Regions from separate parts of the Gossypium hirsutum genome. Here region 2 is linked to region 1. A link is a contact called in public Hi-C data. All regions are on one chromosome and are shown on one strand. The core of a region is the stretch at or near the end of the contact, and the rest is flanking DNA. Distances in the headings are between cores, read along the strand shown.

Region 1 (3,082 bases), core at 218-2,717:
GACTGTGAAGATACACTAGGCCCCGAAGAATCTGCCTCGCCCAATTCTTTATCGCCTTTGTATCAACGTGTTTATGCTTCTTCCGATATCTGACAGCAAAAAAGACATAAATTTACTTCATACATAACAGGAATTAACCAGAAAGAATTGGAGCTAAAAGGATGCAGCTAAAAGGATGCATACATCCTGAGACTCCCGGATGTGAATAGTTCAGTAATCATGTTAACAGTTTTCTTCTTGTCATCCACCCATGAATTGTGCAACTTGATGATGTTTTCATTCTTCAACGATCTCAAGAGATGAACTTCGGAGTACAGTTTTTCCAAATCTTCCGGTGTCCGCAATACATCGTCGATCCTTACTTGGTTCCAAGCGACTTCTATTCCTTCAACTTCATCGAAGGCCCTATAACTGCAGCAGCATTGTAAACAAAAAAGCCTGAGGTTAAACACTAAACAATCATTCAAACACCATCCATATTGTTGGCAAGACCGGAGGAGATTAAAGAACCATACACTGTCTTAAATGCACCCTTGCCCAACACTTCATCAAACTGTAATACAAAAATAAAAATGAAACATTAGATATCCTGCTAGCTTGTCTCAAATATGAAACATTTTATATTAAAAGAGAGAGAAAGAGAGAGAGACAGAGAGAGAGAGAGAAAGTACTACATTTGTGAATACAATAGAAAATGGTAAAAAAATAGACCCATACCCGAATGTAACGACCCGTTGGGTCTCTTTCTACGAAACCTGGTTCTACTTCAGAAGTATAATGCATTCCATTATTGGCTGGCATTTCCAAACCTAACCCAGAATCCATTACTGCTAAGAACCAAATAGCTACCAGAAAAAAAAAATAAAGACAATTTATGTTTTCCAAAATTTTCAAAAGGATTCACTTTTTTCCCCTTAAAAAAGTGTAAGAAGGAAGGTAACGACAACGTTGTTGTTGTTGATGGTGGTGGTAGTGGTGGCGGTGATGATGGTCAGAGAAGGTTTCAGAGGCAATGCAGAAAGAATCGAATGCCGACCGAGGGCGGAACCGGCATTCGATTAGGGCAACAACGACGTCGTTTCGAGGCAATGAACCGCGTTTACAATTCATAACCCCAAGTACCTTGTGCAGCAATCCCCTCATTTCTTTACACCAAACCCATCTTCTCCAATTCCATTTCCTTTTTTTTCAAATGTCAAGACAAATTCTCTTCCAACAATAAAAATAAAGAAGCCGAAACCAAAGCAATTTGTTCCTTTTTTTTTCCAGACAGATGTGGAAGGAAAAGAAAAGAAAAAGTAAAGAAATGGGGATTGATTGTTGCTAAAAGGGGAAAAAGAAAAGCCGTTGAGACATTAAAGACTTGTTATGAATTATGAGATTCTGAAAATATCCGAAAATGAAGCTTTGACCAAACACTTGTAGGGGTTTAAATTTCTACGGAAAGCTTCAAGATATCTTTTTTCTTTGTCTGGTCTAACGCCGTTATTACTTCAATTTTTATTATCAAAAGTGACCAAAGTTGACGTTTCGCCGCGCCGCTTATTCTATTTTTTTTTTTGTTTGGTTTTTCTCTTTAATGGGTAACTGCAACGGCTTCGAGTTTGACTTGTGATAGCACCGCACCGTTCTAAAAGCGATCTATTTTAAACGTTCGTGGGCCGTTGACTGTGGCCCGTGGGTATGAATGGTGGTCTCTATAAGATTGAGAATTTTAGATTATACTGTGCTTAATAAATTATTTGACCAACTTTAAAAAAATCAATTTAGTCTTCATTTAATTTTTTTAGCATTTGAATTTATATGATTTGTCCAAATGAATGAAAAATTAATATTTGCTTACTTTGTTAATATTGTATCTACATAACAATCCATGTGAATATCACATCAATAATTAATTATTTTTATAAAAATTTAAAAAATAATTTTTATTTTTAATATTTTTATGATTAATTAATTGTTGAAGTGACATACATGTGAATGCCATATCAACAAAATTAAGAGTGTGCAAATTTCGCGTAAAACCAAATTAATTCGATCGGGTTCAGTTAATAATTTTTTAGAACTTCGGTTAACGGTTAATTCAATTCGAAATCGATTAATTAATCGAAAATTTATATTTTTATATACATTTTACATCTATTAAATTTGGTTAATTCGGTTAATTATATATATATATTTTATACTTGTTTTAACCAAAAAATAAAAAAATATAAATTTCGGTTTGGTTAACCGATCGAATTAACCAAAAAAGTTCAGTTCGGTTAATTTTTTTTGAAAAATTTCGGTTCAGTTAACAGTTATGGGTTTAAGAAGGTTAGTTAATTTGGTTAATGGTAGTTCGGATCGGTTAACCGATTGAACACCCCTAAATAAGATTAAGAAACGTTAAATTTTCCATCAATTTTGGAGTGATTTGACAAATAACACATGTTCAAAAACTAAAAAACTAAAAGAGGCGAACAATTAAATTAATGGCTAAAATGATTTTTTTTTTGTAAAATTGGAAGGCCAAATAAGTCATTATGCCATTAGAGTATAAAACATTAAGAAAAAGAAAGTATTTATTATATTGCCAATGGATTTTTTAGACTCTAAAAGCAAGACTAATGTGATGACAAATGTCTTGTAAGGTATAGTAAAATATTTGAAAAAAATAAATATATGAGAAAAAGATACATGATATTTTTTAAGATTATTTATGAAAAAAAATATACTATCAATGAGGGGTGAGCGTTCAATCAAATCGAATCGAATCGAATGAAAATTTTTTTGAGTTAATCGAGTTGACGAATCCTATTTTATCATCCTAACTCCATTTGAAATTTTTTCGAATCGAGTCGAGTGAGATGAAATTCGAATTGAATATATTTGTTCGGGTTAAATTAAAAAAATATTTTAGGTCCTTGTAATCATGGTCACCCACCGTAATCAAATTTGTTATTAACTTTAATCCCCTAATAATTTATTTATTAATATTTTATATACGGGTTAACTTCGTTGCTTGCTTAGTTGCTTCAATTATCTTTTGATTCTTATCACTATGTATTTTGAAATGAAAAAATATATTAAATATAAAAAA
Region 2 (3,082 bases), core at 292-2,791, 260 kb after region 1:
ATTAATTAGTTCCTCCGGCATTACCACGAAATGTGCAGATATATGAAGGGCAAGTCAAGAAGTGTACATTAGACCACATATTTGCCAGGTGAAGACGAAAAGATCACAGAACTAAAAGGCACAAGAACTTTCATAGCAAATCAAATAACAGGAACCGAAGTTATATAAGTAAAAGAATAAGACGAAGAATTAGATATAGATATAGATGATTATCATGGATGGAAAATAAGCGTAAGAAATAGATATAGATGATTATCATGCATGTAAAACAGGAATCTCCTTAACACCATTCACAAAAACAGAAAATGCCTCAAAATGCTATAGCGAAAGCGAATAGCAGTAAGCAAAATTCTGAAGATAAAATGGATTCTAACAAGCATGGATTTGAAGGCTAAAGAAAGACCGTTGAGAAAACACCTAAGACAAATGAAGCTTCATTGCAAAATAGCCAAACAAAAGAAAATGATAATATAACAAAACAAGGGAGATATCAGGATTTGAAAAATCAAAAGAAAACAAAAATGAAGACAAAGAATTAAACATAATATACCTGATTGTAATTCAAAGCCTCGGCGATAGGATCCATAGCAGCGAGCGTACCGACTGGCTTGCCTTTGTAATATACGTAAGATTTTTGTAGTCCCTCCCACGCTTCTTCCAACATCGCACCGTTTTCTGTACTCCCTAGAGGACTATCGACGGATCTGACCGCAGGCAATAAACTGTCGAGTTCCAAGTTCTCGAGACTCGAACCTACGCTAGGAGACGGCTTCAGTGACATCTGCGCCACGTTTGCATTATTGGATTTGGATATGTTCTCGTTGCTCTGCACTCTCAACGTCTTCATCGGCTTATCAAGTTTGTCAGTCGATTCATTTTCTTCCTCCAATTTGGATGACTCTTCTTTTCCGATTGTGTCTTGAAATATTTCTGTTGATATTTTTGGACTCTCTCGCTGGTTTGATTCTAGAGAAGTCTTTCCATTATCCGTCCATTTTACATTTTCAGTTTGCGAAGCTTCCTCAGGAGATTCAAGAGCTTCTTCCTCTTCATTTTGTGAACACAGGGATTTCTCGGTAATTTTAGACTTCTCAAACATGATAAAATCAAAAGATTTCTCACTCGCGTCGTCAGCTCCTTTCTCCGTGGTAGTCTCCGAAGGTTGTTCTTCGATAGGCGTCACGGTGCACTCTCCTTCGTGTTTAAGAACGATAAAAAAGTCAGCCGATTTCACCTCTTTTTCCGATGAATCTCCAAGTCCTTTCTCACTATCTCCGACTGAAAGAGTAAAATAAAGCGCAGGAACCGCCTCTGCTTCCTTTACATCTTCTAAAAGATCACACGGAGCTCTCAAAGTTGACATTCTTAAAGAAGAGAATCAAATATCAGCAGCACAATTGCACAATATACCTTTCTCAGGTCTTCCTCTTCGTTTCGTAGAAACTGAAACTGCTGGAGAGAATAGTGAGATACGGACAAAGAAAATAATGCAAAAATGGATCAGAGATGGAAGCCTAAAGGGCGTGAGCGATTGGGTACCGAATTGTGGTTCGTTTTGGAGGCTGGAAAAAAAATTTTAAAGTGTGGAAGTTGTTTTAGAATAGGTCTCAATACTTAGTTTATCTACGAAATTGCCCCTCGTCATTTCGTGCCCTGGGTGACAAGTTGGAAGTTCATAATGTACGGGCGTTTTAGAGATTAACAAAATTGTTTGTGAACTTCTTTCAGTTTTTGGTGGCGAGAGGAGTTATCGTGGGACCTTGGAGGCCGTTGGCTTTGGGCGCCAAAGGGAACACAAACAAACCCATAAACTCTTCCATTTTCTAAAAAATTAAAACAGATAAAAATTTTAAAAAATAAATTTATTAAAAAATTATTTTTCGATGAAAGTATAAGATTTTATAAAATTGCATTTAAAAATTCCTAAAATTGTAGAAAATAATTAAAATTTTATAAAAAAAGAATAAAATAAAATTTGAAACCCATGAACTTTAGGGTGGGTTTGGATGGGCGGTGCGTTGACCTGCGGTTAGTGTAAAAACAGCGGTGGAGGTGAGATTAGATACTGTAGCGATACTGTAGCGTGAGAGAAAAAGTAAGCTAAACGCACCGCACCGCACCCAATCGCCCATCCAAACTCACCCTTAGTCACCTTAGATGTTGTTTACAGTTTGAATGTTGCTTATGTCTGGAAACGAAGTGCACTACACACTTGTGCATCACAGATTTGACTGGAACCTCATCTCTATAGAAGTTATAAAATAGCTCTTCATGTGTCTATTAATGCATGGTATGAATGGAAATTGATAAAAATGAGGGATAGAATCGAAAGAGGTCAGTTCACCCATTTTAAGGTCAAAAGTTGGACAGGTAGAGAGAGTCAGGATTATTGCTTAGTGAATTAGGGTTTTGAGTGGAGAGGAATCCCTTTACTAAGTGGTATCTTGGGGTACTTATAGGAGGGGTAAGGGCCTAATGGAGGGTCCAACCAGGTCCAAATTGGGGGATATAACAATAGTCCCCCTCCTAGTCGAGAGATAGGTTAGAAAGTGACCATGCCTCGAGACTATTTGTAGGCCACCCCTGTAGGTAGTAGTTGTTGTAAAAAAAATGGGTGGTAAGTTATAGGGAACGTACCCAAAAATTGTCTTGTACTTTTATGGAGGATACAATTATTGGCCCTACGACTTGGGAATATATGGTGTCTTGTGAGGCTATTGAAATTCATTTGTACCCTTAATAATGCATTGGCAGATGGTGTTTCTATTCATGGTTGGTTCGTTTAAGTTTTCTTTTTGATTTAATGGGTGGTATGCTCATTGGCCCGGCAATCTGAAAATGCATAAAATATACCCGAGCGGTGCAATTGTCAATATAGAGGGATTAAATTTATTCGATGGAGACATGGCATATGTATATTGTGGATGCCATAATTGTACATGTAAAATAGAATAGGTTCAAGCCATCCGTATGTTGGCGTAAGAAATGCATATTATTCATTGGTGTAACAATATAAAATGTAGGGTACAAACTGTTCGTTGGTAATACAAAATTTAATAAATGCATATTATTCATTGGCGTA

Evidence for each region. A called contact is a pair of places that touch in the nucleus more often than the background predicts.
Region 2: a contact with region 1 is called in a Hi-C map of leaf, with 4 times the contacts expected there. The contact joins the promoter of LOC107900952 here to the promoter of LOC107900956 in region 1. A contact is called at or near these places in 6 of 34 Hi-C or Micro-C datasets (callus and leaf).

The regions. Positions count from the first base shown.
Region 1 is chrD08:48,885,889-48,888,970 of Gossypium_hirsutum_v2.1, forward strand. It overlaps LOC107900956 (probable serine/threonine-protein kinase WNK10), which reads right to left and starts at 1,468. Exons shown (of 7, transcript XM_016826758.2): 1 at 718-1,468; 2 at 516-553; 3 at 184-411; 4 at 1-89. The coding sequence starts at 825.
Region 2 is chrD08:49,147,769-49,150,850 of Gossypium_hirsutum_v2.1, forward strand. LOC107900952 (probable alkaline/neutral invertase F) reads right to left here and starts at 1,542. Exons shown (of 5, transcript XR_005916764.1): 1 at 551-1,542.